Regions from separate parts of the Mus musculus genome. Here regions 1, 3 and 4 are each linked to region 2. A link is a contact called in public Hi-C, Micro-C and promoter capture Hi-C data. All regions are on one chromosome and are shown on one strand. The core of a region is the stretch at or near the end of the contact, and the rest is flanking DNA. Distances in the headings are between cores, read along the strand shown. Region 1 holds the start of Garre1 (granule associated Rac and RHOG effector 1). Region 2 holds the start of Gramd1a (GRAM domain containing 1A). Region 3 holds the start of Gpi1 (glucose-6-phosphate isomerase 1). Region 4 holds the start of Uba2 (ubiquitin-like modifier activating enzyme 2).

Evidence for each region. Promoter capture Hi-C pulls out the DNA fragments that hold promoters and counts their contacts. Hi-C and Micro-C count contacts between places; a contact is called where the count stands out from the background.
Region 1: a Micro-C map of embryonic stem cells shows a contact between it and region 2, with 5 times the contacts expected there. The contact joins the promoter of Garre1 here to the promoter of Gramd1a in region 2. A contact is called at or near these places in 1 of 39 promoter capture datasets (second pharyngeal arch cranial neural crest) and 1 of 484 Hi-C or Micro-C datasets (embryonic stem cells).
Region 3: a contact with region 2 is called in a promoter capture Hi-C map of pre-B cells. The contact joins the promoter of Gpi1 here to the promoter of Gramd1a in region 2. A contact is called at or near these places in 3 of 39 promoter capture datasets (the HPC-7 cell line, cranial neural crest and pre-B cells).
Region 4: a contact with region 2 is called in a Hi-C map of embryonic stem cells, with 2.5 times the contacts expected there. The contact joins the promoter of Uba2 here to the promoter of Gramd1a in region 2. A contact is called at or near these places in 1 of 39 promoter capture datasets (stem cell-derived epiblast-like cells), 1 of 484 Hi-C or Micro-C datasets (embryonic stem cells) and 4 of 115 datasets of contacts at active chromatin or transcription factors (acute myeloid leukemia, embryonic stem cells and pro-B cells).

What each region holds. Positions count from the first base shown.
Region 1 is chr7:34,312,274-34,314,973 of GRCm38.p6, forward strand. It overlaps Garre1 (granule associated Rac and RHOG effector 1), which reads right to left and starts at 1,274. Exons shown (of 14, transcript NM_172741.3): 1 at 1,219-1,274.
Region 2 is chr7:31,149,690-31,152,555 of GRCm38.p6, forward strand. It overlaps Gramd1a (GRAM domain containing 1A), which reads right to left and starts at 1,482. Exons shown (of 19, transcript NM_027898.4): 1 at 1,207-1,482. The coding sequence starts at 1,214.
Region 3 is chr7:34,228,889-34,231,618 of GRCm38.p6, forward strand. It overlaps Gpi1 (glucose-6-phosphate isomerase 1), which reads right to left and starts at 1,448. Exons shown (of 18, transcript NM_008155.4): 1 at 1,204-1,448; 2 at 395-485; 3 at 40-108. The coding sequence starts at 1,325. It overlaps Gm12762 (a long non-coding RNA gene), which reads right to left. Exons shown (of 2, transcript XR_881947.3): 2 at 2,294-2,730.
Region 4 is chr7:34,167,249-34,169,948 of GRCm38.p6, forward strand. It overlaps Uba2 (ubiquitin-like modifier activating enzyme 2), which reads right to left and starts at 1,281. Exons shown (of 17, transcript NM_016682.2): 1 at 1,125-1,281. The coding sequence starts at 1,262.

The sequences.
Region 1 (2,700 bases), core at 24-2,523, 3.2 Mb after region 2:
CTCTTGGCCTGTGTCTTTAATTCTAGCACTTGAGAAACTGAAGCAGAGAGATCTCTGTGAGCTTAAGGCCAATCTGGTCTACACCGTGGGGGTCTGTTCAAAATAAGTATGAGTAAATAAACAAATTTTTTAAAAAAGGTTAAAAATGTTAAAGCAATTATGAGAAGCAAACACAGATGTAATTTTCTACAACAGTGCGTTTGAGGTTTCCAAGCATATCCACAAGGAGAAAAACGGAATGTTACCTTTGACCCCCATTTGTAAATTTAGCCGAAGACAATAATCAAATAAATCCTTTTTGCCACAAGTGTTTTTTCTTGTGACAGGGACAATCAAATATTCATTAGAGTTTGGATAAATTATGGTACTCGATGTTCTACTACAAAACCTCTAAGAGTGACAGTATATATATCTGCACTTACTGATGTCACCAAAATGTTAGGAGCGGTTGTCACCGAGTCGCCGTGGTCATTTTCCCTCCTGACACTTTGTATACAGTGGCGAGTGTTTTTTACAAGGACAGAAGAATGAATCGCTTTCATAATGGCAACGGGTGGGGAAGGGCAAGGACAATCTATTTTCAAACTGGGGGCTCCCCAGGCTGATCGTTTCCCAGGCAATTTTGGTTAAAGTATAAACAAAATTCTTATCATGCCAAACAGGCATGCTCTTTTTCCCCTGCTCCACGAGGAGCAGGAAGACACACCCCTGACCCCGGCGCTCGCCCGACGGGTGTGGGTCCTTCCTCAGTCCTAGCCCAGCCTCGGCCCTCCTCTGACCCCCGCCGCGCCCACGGGCTCAGAGGGAGCCAGGAAGGGGCGCGCGGCCGGCCGGGGAGCCGCGGGGCGGCCTGAGGGCAGCGGCGCCCGCCTGTGCCCGTGGACCCAGGTCGCCCACAGGCCGCCAGCCCCGGGCGCACGGCGCCCCGAGCTTCCGGGAGCGGATCCCCCGCGGCGGCCCAAGGCAGCCGCGTCCTTCAGCGCCAACGCGCCCCTCAGGGTCTCGTCCCGGGCGCGCGCCGAGAGGCCCCTCCGGGCTTCCGTCCGCCCGGCCAGCGCCCGCCGAGCCCGGCGTCCTCCACAGCAGGCGGGCGAGGGACGGCGCCGAGGGAAGCGGCACCCCGCGAGCTCGCCTCGATGCCAGTCGCCCTTGCGACCCGCCGCCCGCTACCCCTAGCCAGTCCCCGCCGACCCGAGCCCGCTGGCGACCGTACCTCACCTGCGAAGCGCCCCGGCTCCGGCGCACCGCCCGGACCGGCTGTGTACACCGGAAGTGACGTCGGCGGGCGGCCCCGCCCCCGCCCCAGGCGGTCGCTGCGGTTTCCCCGGCCGGAGCCCACCCTCCCCTCGTGCTGGATGGGCGGCGGCGAAGCTCTGCGTTCCCTCCCTGTTTCCAGACCTAGTCGGAACCCTGCTGAGGGGCTCGGTTGCGTCCTCGCGTATTTATCATTGAAATTAATGATAGAACCATTGATCGCTAGACATCACACCTGACAGACGATGTAGGAGCGGGATAGTACTAGCACCCTCAGGGATTGCTTCGTGAGCGGTGCCAACAGAATACTACTGTCACAAATCACTGTAATGATGTAGTGCCATTTGTGGCAGATGGTAGGAGGGGAAAGTAGAAGAGAGAAGGAGAGAGTACCCCGACCCAATGGAAGTGGATGTCCAGATAATTACCCTCCGGGTTAGATCAAGAGCTAAGATCCCTAAAAGAAAAAGGAAAAAAAAAAAAAAAAAAAAGGAATTTTAAAACAAAACCTGAGGAGGACTACATGACAGCACACAGCAAAACACAAATAGGCGAAAGGGACCCGAGATCGTAGCTCGGAGATAGAGTACTACTCAACTTGTCAGGGGCACATATTACAGCCCCAGGGTTTTGCAATGAGAGTTTGGGAGGTTAAGACACATGTTTTAGGCTGGGAGTGGTGGTGCATACCTTTAAGTCCCAGTCACTCAGAAGACAGAAGCAGGCAGATTTCTATGAATTTGAACCCTGCCTGGTCTACATAGCAAATCCAGGGCTAGCCAAGGCTACATAGAACCTGTCTCAAAAAAAAAAAAAAAAAAAAAAACCACACACACACAAAAGGTGAATAATTATCAAATGTTTCATTGTCAGAAAACTAGAGAAGATAGGATTTATCTAAGAACATTCCAAACTCCCTGTTTTAAACAAGGGCTTATTTGGCAGTACTTGGGAAGCTGTCAGGATTGCCCAGACTCGAGGTCTGAAACCCGGAGGCAGGAATGGTTGTATCAGGCTGAAATCCAGTTTAGTGGTAAAGCACTTACTTAGCACAGGACAGGCATTGGGTTCACCCTCAGCATTAGGGGAAAGTATGGATGTAGATTTTGATGCAGTATTTGAAAACAACAAAATCTTTCAGGACTGGGTTGTGCTTGGCCCCAGATCCTAGGGTGCTAGAGACTCAGTGATCATTAAAGGTCCACCCAGGTCAGGGGCTACAAAGTTGACGTTCTCACAGTGATAAAGATGAAAGACATAAACACTTAGAGGAGTAACTGAAATGAAGGCAAATTTATTACAGAGAAATAAAGAAAAGTTAAAAAAGGGTGGTTGTGGGGCTGGTGAGATGGCTCAGTGGGTAAGAGCACCCGACTGCTCTTCCAAAGGTCCTAAGTTCAAATCCCAGCAACCACATGGTGGCTCACAACCACCCGTAATGAGATC
Region 2 (2,866 bases), core at 232-2,731:
CCAGATATTGAAGGGTCAGCATGAGGAGGGGCAGGCTTTGCAAAGCAGTTAAGTTTACACCCAACATCCCAGGAGGGAGGGTTCTCAGCTGAGAAAACCACAAGGGGTCTCTGTCTCTTTCAACAGACAAAGCCACAAAGGGTCTGAGAGACAGAGACAATCTCCCACACACACCCAAGGCATGCAACAATGCCACATTTGGATACACTGGGACTTTCCCACAGACGGAATCAGAGGTAAGTGAGCCACCCACAGGGCCCAGTGACACCACACTGTCACCGGTAGACACATGCAATTTCTACTTGTTCACGGAACCAAAAGACATCCAAATGTGGATGTCAGGCGCACAGCAGCTGAGCCCCAACCACATGCACACATACTCAAATCACAATGAGAGCTCACGGAGGTAACTCACAGACGTAATTCATGGTGAATTATAGGTACAGTCAGCCAAGAGACTGAAGCGGAATGCTGTACAAGTCACAATGAGGCACAAGCTCAGAATGTGTGATTTGCACACGGTGCCACAAAGAAAATGAGACACGTCTCACACACAACCACAGTGGGTCCAAGAGCACCAGATGCACTCGACCTGGGTGGTAGCCATCACACAGAAGATGATAGATAACATACAGACAGCCACACAACATTGCCCCAAAGAATCCCAGCTGTTACACACACACACACACACACACATACACACACACACACACACACACCACGCTGAGCACAATCACAAACGGAAACCCGCAGGCACAGGTGACCAGGCAGGAGTGGCGGGGGCGGGAGGGGGGCAGAACACACCCGACCCCCACCCCGCCGAGATCTCAGGCTCAAAGAAGCTCCTTTTCCCCAGCCCCCACGACAAACGGGGACCACCGACCGGAGGATCTGCGGGGCCTGCCCAGTAATGGGGATGGGGGGTGGGGCTGCTCGCGGCCCTTTCATCTGGGTGTTGGGTCAGGGCTCCCCGTAGGGGGACGATCAGGGCCTAGAGGAGCTCCCCGCTGCCCATATGCGTCCCAGGCCGGTAGTGACGCCCCAATCTTGGGTCTCGCCGCCAGGTTGCAATCCCTCACGTGTACCCCTTCTGGTCCCCAGCGGGGTCGCTCCTACATGCACCAGCTTGGAAACCCAGCTCCGGCCCTCTGCCGCAGCCCGATCGCACCACCGTCCCCGCTTCCCACCCCGAGGCCCGGTGCTTACTCGAACATGGATGCGGCGCCCCGGCTGCAGGGCAGGACCCGGCCGGCTGCTCTGAGATGGGCCTCCCGGGCCTCGCCTGCCTCGGCCGCCGCCTCCACCGGACCCTGCCACCCGCACAAAAGGCCGGAGCCGCCGGAGGCCGCCTCGGCGTCAGCGACACCCCCTTCCTGCTCCCGCCCCGCGCGTCACGGCGCCGCCCCCGCCGGGAGGGGGACATGGACGCGAGCGCGGGCCTAGGCCTAGGATGGCTGGGGAAAGAGTCCGGCTGGGAGACAGAAGAAAATTTTTATTTAAAATGAGCAGCCTGGGCGGGGCGTGATAGCGCACGCCTCACATCCCAGAGGCTGAGACAGGAGGATTGGCATGAGTTCGAGGCCAGCTTGGGCTACATAATGAATTCCAGGCCACTGGAATGCAGAGTGAGAATTTGTCTTCAAAACAAATGAGCAAACAAGTTTAAACACCCTGGGCTTCTCCCCTGGACCCAGAAGAGTCTCTGAGAAGTGGGATGGAGGTGGGTGACAGGCTGATGCTGGGAAGAACTGGCCTGGGGCGGAAGTCTGGGGGTGGGGTCGGGGAACCACAGCTGGAGGGTGGAAAGCCTCTTCCCGTTCTCCCCACCCAGCCTCAGAACCTCAGTTCCTGCCTTAGAAGCGTTCACTTTTCCGCGCGCGCGTGTGTATGGAGACTTCCCCAGCCTAATCGTGCAGACCACGTCAGATTCCAGCCCACCCGGCTCCTAGCAGTGCTGTGTGCGCTTGGGCAAGTCCCTCAGGCCTGGGGAGCCCCCTGCTCCCAGGCAAGGGGTTTCCCCCAGAACAGCACAGGGGCAGGGCTCATCAGCGTTTTTGATACTGGGAAGCCTGCCGAGCCTCAGGACGGGAAATGACCATACATTGCAGTGTAGGACGAGTTCTTGTGCCAGCCAGCCCTGCACCCACCTCTGCAAGCCAGGCGTGGTTGTCGTCCTTGTTGGAGAACACAATGTGAACGAGCCTCTGGCTTTGGGACCCAGCCCAGGGATTTCTCCCCACCCCTCTTCGGCCTTCAGCCTCTTGTCCAGCTACAGTAGGCCCAGTCCCACCTTGTTTGGTTTCCATTCCTATCCCGCTCTGTTACCACTTACAGCCAGAGCTCTAGCCTGTGAATCGCCAAGTCTGGCCAGAGGCCTCTTGGCTTCAAGCCCTACCCTGGCTCCACCTCATTCCTTGTTTTAAAAAAAAAAGTGCTCATCTTGGTGTCCAGAGCCCTCCTGATTGGGCCCCTTCCACCTGTCTGTCTAACTGGTTCCTCCTTAGCCTCCTGGTTGATTATCCCAGGTGTCAATCTACCCCCCTGCTCATCCCACCTGCCTCCGGCCTCAGGACCTTTGCACTGCTATCCCTTCCACAGGAGGAAGCTCGCTCTTCTTGCATGGCTGCCTTCCATCTTTCTGTGTTGCTCTTTTTATACGTCCGTAGCTTGTTTACTCTTAGAAAGACATTTACTTCGGTGGTGAGGGCTTGGGTGGGTTGGATATCATTATATAGCCTGGGCTGGCCTCAAACCTCAGTATGTAGCTGAGTCAGGGCTCGAATTTATGAACTTGCCTCAGCCTCCTAAATGCTGGGATTACAGGCAGGAACCACCAACCGCACAAATTTTTACATTTTTACTTAGT
Region 3 (2,730 bases), core at 198-2,697, 3.1 Mb after region 2:
GAGGAAGAGGGGGGGGGGGCGGCGGGTGTAACTGCTTACCTCGGTGTAGTTGATCTTGGAACCACTGAACATGTTGTCCCGTGCAGCCTCCACGCCTCTGGACTTGGCCTAGGGAGAGAAGCCACTGCTGAGGTCTTGTATCCCATCCCCCATCCTCATCACCTATCACAAGTCCAGCCCCCCTCCCCCCCCACTCCCCCCCCCCCTTGAGGCTGACAGATGTTCTTCATAGACAGATTCCTTTTCCAGCATCTTCAAAGAGTCTGCTCAATCAGCAGGGGGCCTGGAGATCCCTGGGATACCAACTCCACACCGGGACCTAGAACCCAAAACAAAGCGCAGCCCCCACCCACAACCCAACCCAGAGATCACAACTCCCCAGTCAGAACATTACCAGCTCCACCAGCATCTGCATCACCTCCTTGTTCACAAGGTTCTTGGAGTAGTCCACCAGAATATGCCCATGGTTGGTGTTGAGGTTCAAGCTGCAGAAAGATGGAGACGCTGCTGGTCACACCCCAGCGGCAGTGCCTGGCCACAAAGGCTGACCTGTAGCAGTGTTAAGTAGTGTAGGAAGCCACGCCACAGAAAGAAGATGTAGACAGATCCTGGGCAGAACTTCCCCCTTCAAGCTCCACATCTCAAACTTACAAGGAAACACCCAGGGAGAGGTATCAGGGACGTCCAGTGAGGAACCACAGGTGGTCATCCCAGGTCCCTCGCCTCCTGGCATCAGTGACAAGGCACGAAGATGCATCACATGTACGATTTCTTCCACCCTCCCTTCTATTTCGCAGTCGCTCACAAGTCTCTCTGGCCTCTGCATCCTGCCTCCGCCGCTCTATTTTTACACCGTGGCTCCCAGGAAATCTCAGCCTTACCCACCCTGTCTGACCAAAGCCCACTAGGAGCAGGTGGGAGGGGACAGCTCTCTCGTGCCTGTCGAGCCAGCAGCGGCTGCTCCTCCTCATGGGTGGTTAGAAATCCCTACTCAAATGGCTGAGACTGAGAGGCGGGGGCGAAGGGATCCCCAAGGAGGAGCCGATTCCTCCTAATGACTAAGCAGCCTCGGCCCTCTGGCTAGCACGCGGGTCCCAAAACCCACTCCAAGGAGGCATCAAGGACAAAGTGCGGCCCCGGCCTGGGCCCTGCAGGGCTGCTGGGGGGGGGGGGGTCACGGGAGCCCCGACCCCGTGCGTGCACCTGAAGTTGTTGAAGCGCTCCGGATCCGCCTCAAAAAGTTCGCGCAGCTTGAGGTTGGCAGAGTTCGCGCGGTGCCACTCCAGGAGCTTCTGGAACTGCGGGTTCCGGGTGAGCGCAGCCATGGCGAGGGACCCGAGAGGTACACGGAGCAGGACGTGCTCGGAAGAGGAAGGAAAGAGGAGCGGCGGCGCGCGGCAAGTCGGTACCAGTGCGCGCAGCGGGCTTTATGGCGCAGGCGTCCGACCCCGCCCCGCCTCCGGCCCCGCCCCACCTCTGTCCTCCGCGTCCGCTAGGCGACCTTGCCGGCAGCTGTAGATCTGGGGGCCTCTGCTGGCCTCTCTGTAACACAAGTGTGGCCACTTGCGATGAACCTTGGCTGGCTTCTGTTCGGAAGTGACTTGAAGGGCAGAGGCGGAGTTTCTCGTGCCAGATCCGCTTGCTTCTTTCATTCATTCATGTATTCAATTCAGCAGAACTTTTTTTTTTTAAAGAATTTATTTACTATATGTAAGTACACTCTAGCTGTCTTCAGACACTCCAGAAGAAGGAGTCGGATCTCCTTACGGATGTGTTTGCTGGGATTTGAACTCAGGACCTTCGGAAGAGTAGTTGAGTGCTCTTACCGGCTGAGCCCAATTTAGCAGAACTTTATGGAATGCCTTCCTGGTTAGAGGTACTAAAGCAAGTGTTGTGGGTACGTAAGCCAAATAAGTAAATAGAATTTATGGGATTTCAGAGCTGGCAAGTGCTCCTGAGAAGAGGCAAACTGGATGAAGCCCCAGAGATGAAACTGTGGTTAAGAACACATAGTTCCCTTGCAGAGGACCTGAATTGGGTTCCCAGTACTCATAACTGCCTGTAACTCCCGCTGCAACCAATGGGAATACCAATGGCACTTGCATCCTTATGCTCATACCCACCCCACACATAATTAATGCTAAAATTATATACCCACCCCACACACATAATAAAAATTGTATGTCCACTCCCACACATAATTAATAAAATATCCACCACACAATAAAAATGAAATTATATGTATATATATTTAAAGGCAGGTTGGAAATAAGCATTTCCTTTAACTAAATGGTTAAGAAAAAAAAATTCACTCTTTATTATATTTGAGTAAAAGCATGAAGGGGAAGAAATGAGCCAGTTGGCTACCTGGAAGGAAAGTGTTCAGTCAAAGGGAAAAGACACTGCAAAGTCTGAGACAAGAGCACCCATAGATGTCCCACAAACAGCACCCATAGATGTCCCACAAACAGAAGACACATGTGGCTGGAGTGGAGCAGATTAGGGGAAGAAGTCATAGAGGTGACATTAGAGAAGGGAATTCACCCAGTGGCTTACAAATCATTGTGAGAATTTTGATTTCTGTTTAGAGATGAGGAGCCACTGAACAAGTCCACATGGAGCAGGGACTTTATCTGACACACTGCCTAATGGATCAGTTAGCTCAGTGAGCTAAAGCAGGTCCTGAGGGAGGGAGCTTCAGTCAAGCAGGAGGAGACGGACATAGAGGAT
Region 4 (2,700 bases), core at 31-2,530, 3.0 Mb after region 2:
AACATTCTAAAGTTTAGAGTAGTATGGGAAAATTATGGAACATAATCATTGAAATATTCATTTGTACTTCAAAGTTCACTATAAAAATTTAACCAAAGAAAATTAAAACAGAGAACAAGCATTTACTTTTTCAATTCACTCCTGTCTATTGAAAAATCTACTCTTAAAATAGCATCAAGCGTCACTAGCATATTATGGATTATACTATTTTCTATGGACCAAAACTGGGTGTGAAGCCTGACCAATGAAGAATGTTTCCCTCCAATTCTGCCTCAGCTGAAACCCTGACACCTGCAATTTCATCCCGTGTTTCTGTTAAACCTTAAGGCATCTTCAATTCACATCCAAGGTTCATATAATATCTCCAACACATTCACAAATTACAGGGGTTTCCTGTCATTGCACATTACGCTAACGCAAAACTTAAGAATCCTGACAACCAAAAAAAAAAATTTTTTTTTAATTTCTTGGGTAAGATGTTGCTACGTAGCCCAAGCGGACCTCAAACTTCCAGTTCTACAGTCTCTCGATGCACGGATTACAGTCTGTCACCCAATCCTGCAAACCCCAGGGAGTATCTATAATGACATAAACACGGATCTGCACGATGCCCAGACCAGAGGAGCGCGAGCCCCAAGGAGTCTAACCAGCCACTTACGGCGTGCCCCCAGGGTAAGTTACTCAACCTCATAGCGTCTCACTTTCCTCATCTGTTAAAAATAAAACGGGATGCAGACAGCACTTGCAACCTGAGGGCCGGTGGCAGACTCGGGAATGAATGCACGTGTGCACGCCCGGCGTGCTGTGGCTGGTGGCTGCAAACCGCTCGGCCGCGGGATCGTTATTTTAAGTTGGAGAATATTTGAATTAAAGTCACAGCATCTACAGGGTCTCTTCTTGCATCCCAGTGTAACTGGGGAAACTGCCTCGGGAGGCGGCGCGCGCAGGCCCAGGGAGCCGAGGGCCGCGAACAGGAGGTCCGGAGAGCCGGAGTCCCGCGTCCCACCAACCCGCTTCCCGCACGGTGATCCTAACCCCAGGCCTCTCGGGCCGCGCCGCCCTGACTCCCGCCCGGAACCGGGCCCCGCAGGCAGACCGCCATTCACCCGGAGCCCGGGCCTCACCAGGTCGATGTGGGAGAAGCCAGTGAGCACCAGGTTCTTGAGCAGCTCACAGCCGATCCCACCCGCGCCAACCACCAGCACCCGGCCGCCGGACACCGCCTCGGCCAGCTCCCGGGGCAACCCCCGCGACAGTGCCATGGCGGGACGTCTACGAGCCGCCTCACAGTCGGAGGCGGGAGAACCAGAGCGGCAGCCGGAAGTCGGTGGGGGAAGGGCAGCGCAGCTTCCGCTCCTGCGCAGTGCGGCCGCCATCCCGCCCCGGGATGGGCTCAGGCGACACCCTGAGTCCTGGGATTACTTCTCACACAATTCCAGAGGAACACAAACCAGCTCTCAGCCTGAGATGCCTAGGGTCACCTTCTAAAGACCTCGGTTTGAATTCCCAACAAAAGCTCTTTATTTAAAGGTTAAAAAAGCTATGACCCGGCCGGGAAGTGGTGGCACACGAGGAGGATTTCTGAGTTCGAGGCCAGCATGGTCTACAGAGTGAGTTCCAGGACAGCCAGGGCTACACAGAGAAGAAACCCTGTCTCGAAAAAACAAAAGAAAGAAAGAAAAAAAAGCAGGAAACACATATTAAACGACATACAACATAGCCACATTTATCAATATACTCCATGAGCTGGACCGATGGCCCAGAGGTTAAGCGCACATACTGCTACTGCAGAGGACCTGAGTTCAGCTGTCAGCATTCATATTAGGCAGCTCAACACTACCTGTAACTCCACCTACTAGGGATCTAACACACTCTTCTGGCCTCAGCAGGAAAACAGACACACATACTGCTTACATCCTCACAAATACATTCTCATACACATAACAAAAAATAACAATAAACCTTACAACTATATTCCAATATTAAAATTTTCAGCAATGCAAAAACTGCTATTATTTTTGCACCCACCAAATTGATGAAATATACTGTGGCTTTTGTCAACCACTCATGACTGCTAACGCTCTTGCTTCTGTTGACCATTGTTTGTCAATCATTCATGGCTGGTAACACTCTGAGGATAAGCCATGGAGCTAGAATGCCTCAGATGGAAATCAGGTCACAGAAACACTAATTTTCCTCTACTTTTCTGTCTTGGAACTGACTGTAAAGAAGTTCTCTGATTCACGCTGACTCCGGTACAGTCAGCATCAGTTATGAGACTGTTTCCTGTGTGTCTGCCACATGTACACACACTACATGTGGAGGCTAGTGTGCCCTTCCCCCCAGCCTTGAGCTGGCTGAATCAGACCGGTTTCTGCCACAGTAGGCTAGCCCACCCAGGGTGGAGTCTTCTGACCTAGGTGAAGTCTTTTGTCTGCCACATCTGCAGCTTCCTGCAAGAAGCTACCTGCAGAACAGCTGAGCTTGCTTTCCTGAGGTGATCCTGACAAAGTGGGGGATGGGTCTCCCCCCTTTAAATTTAAGACTATATTGAGCCTTGTTCAGAGAACTTTGCCTTGGCTTGTTATTTCTCTAGTCATCCTTCCCATCCATCCCCAGCTTTCCTTTCAGGAACCCAGTAACCCATGGCCACTGGCAGCTGCAGGCTAGAGGAGAATTCTGGGTATCATACTCTATCAC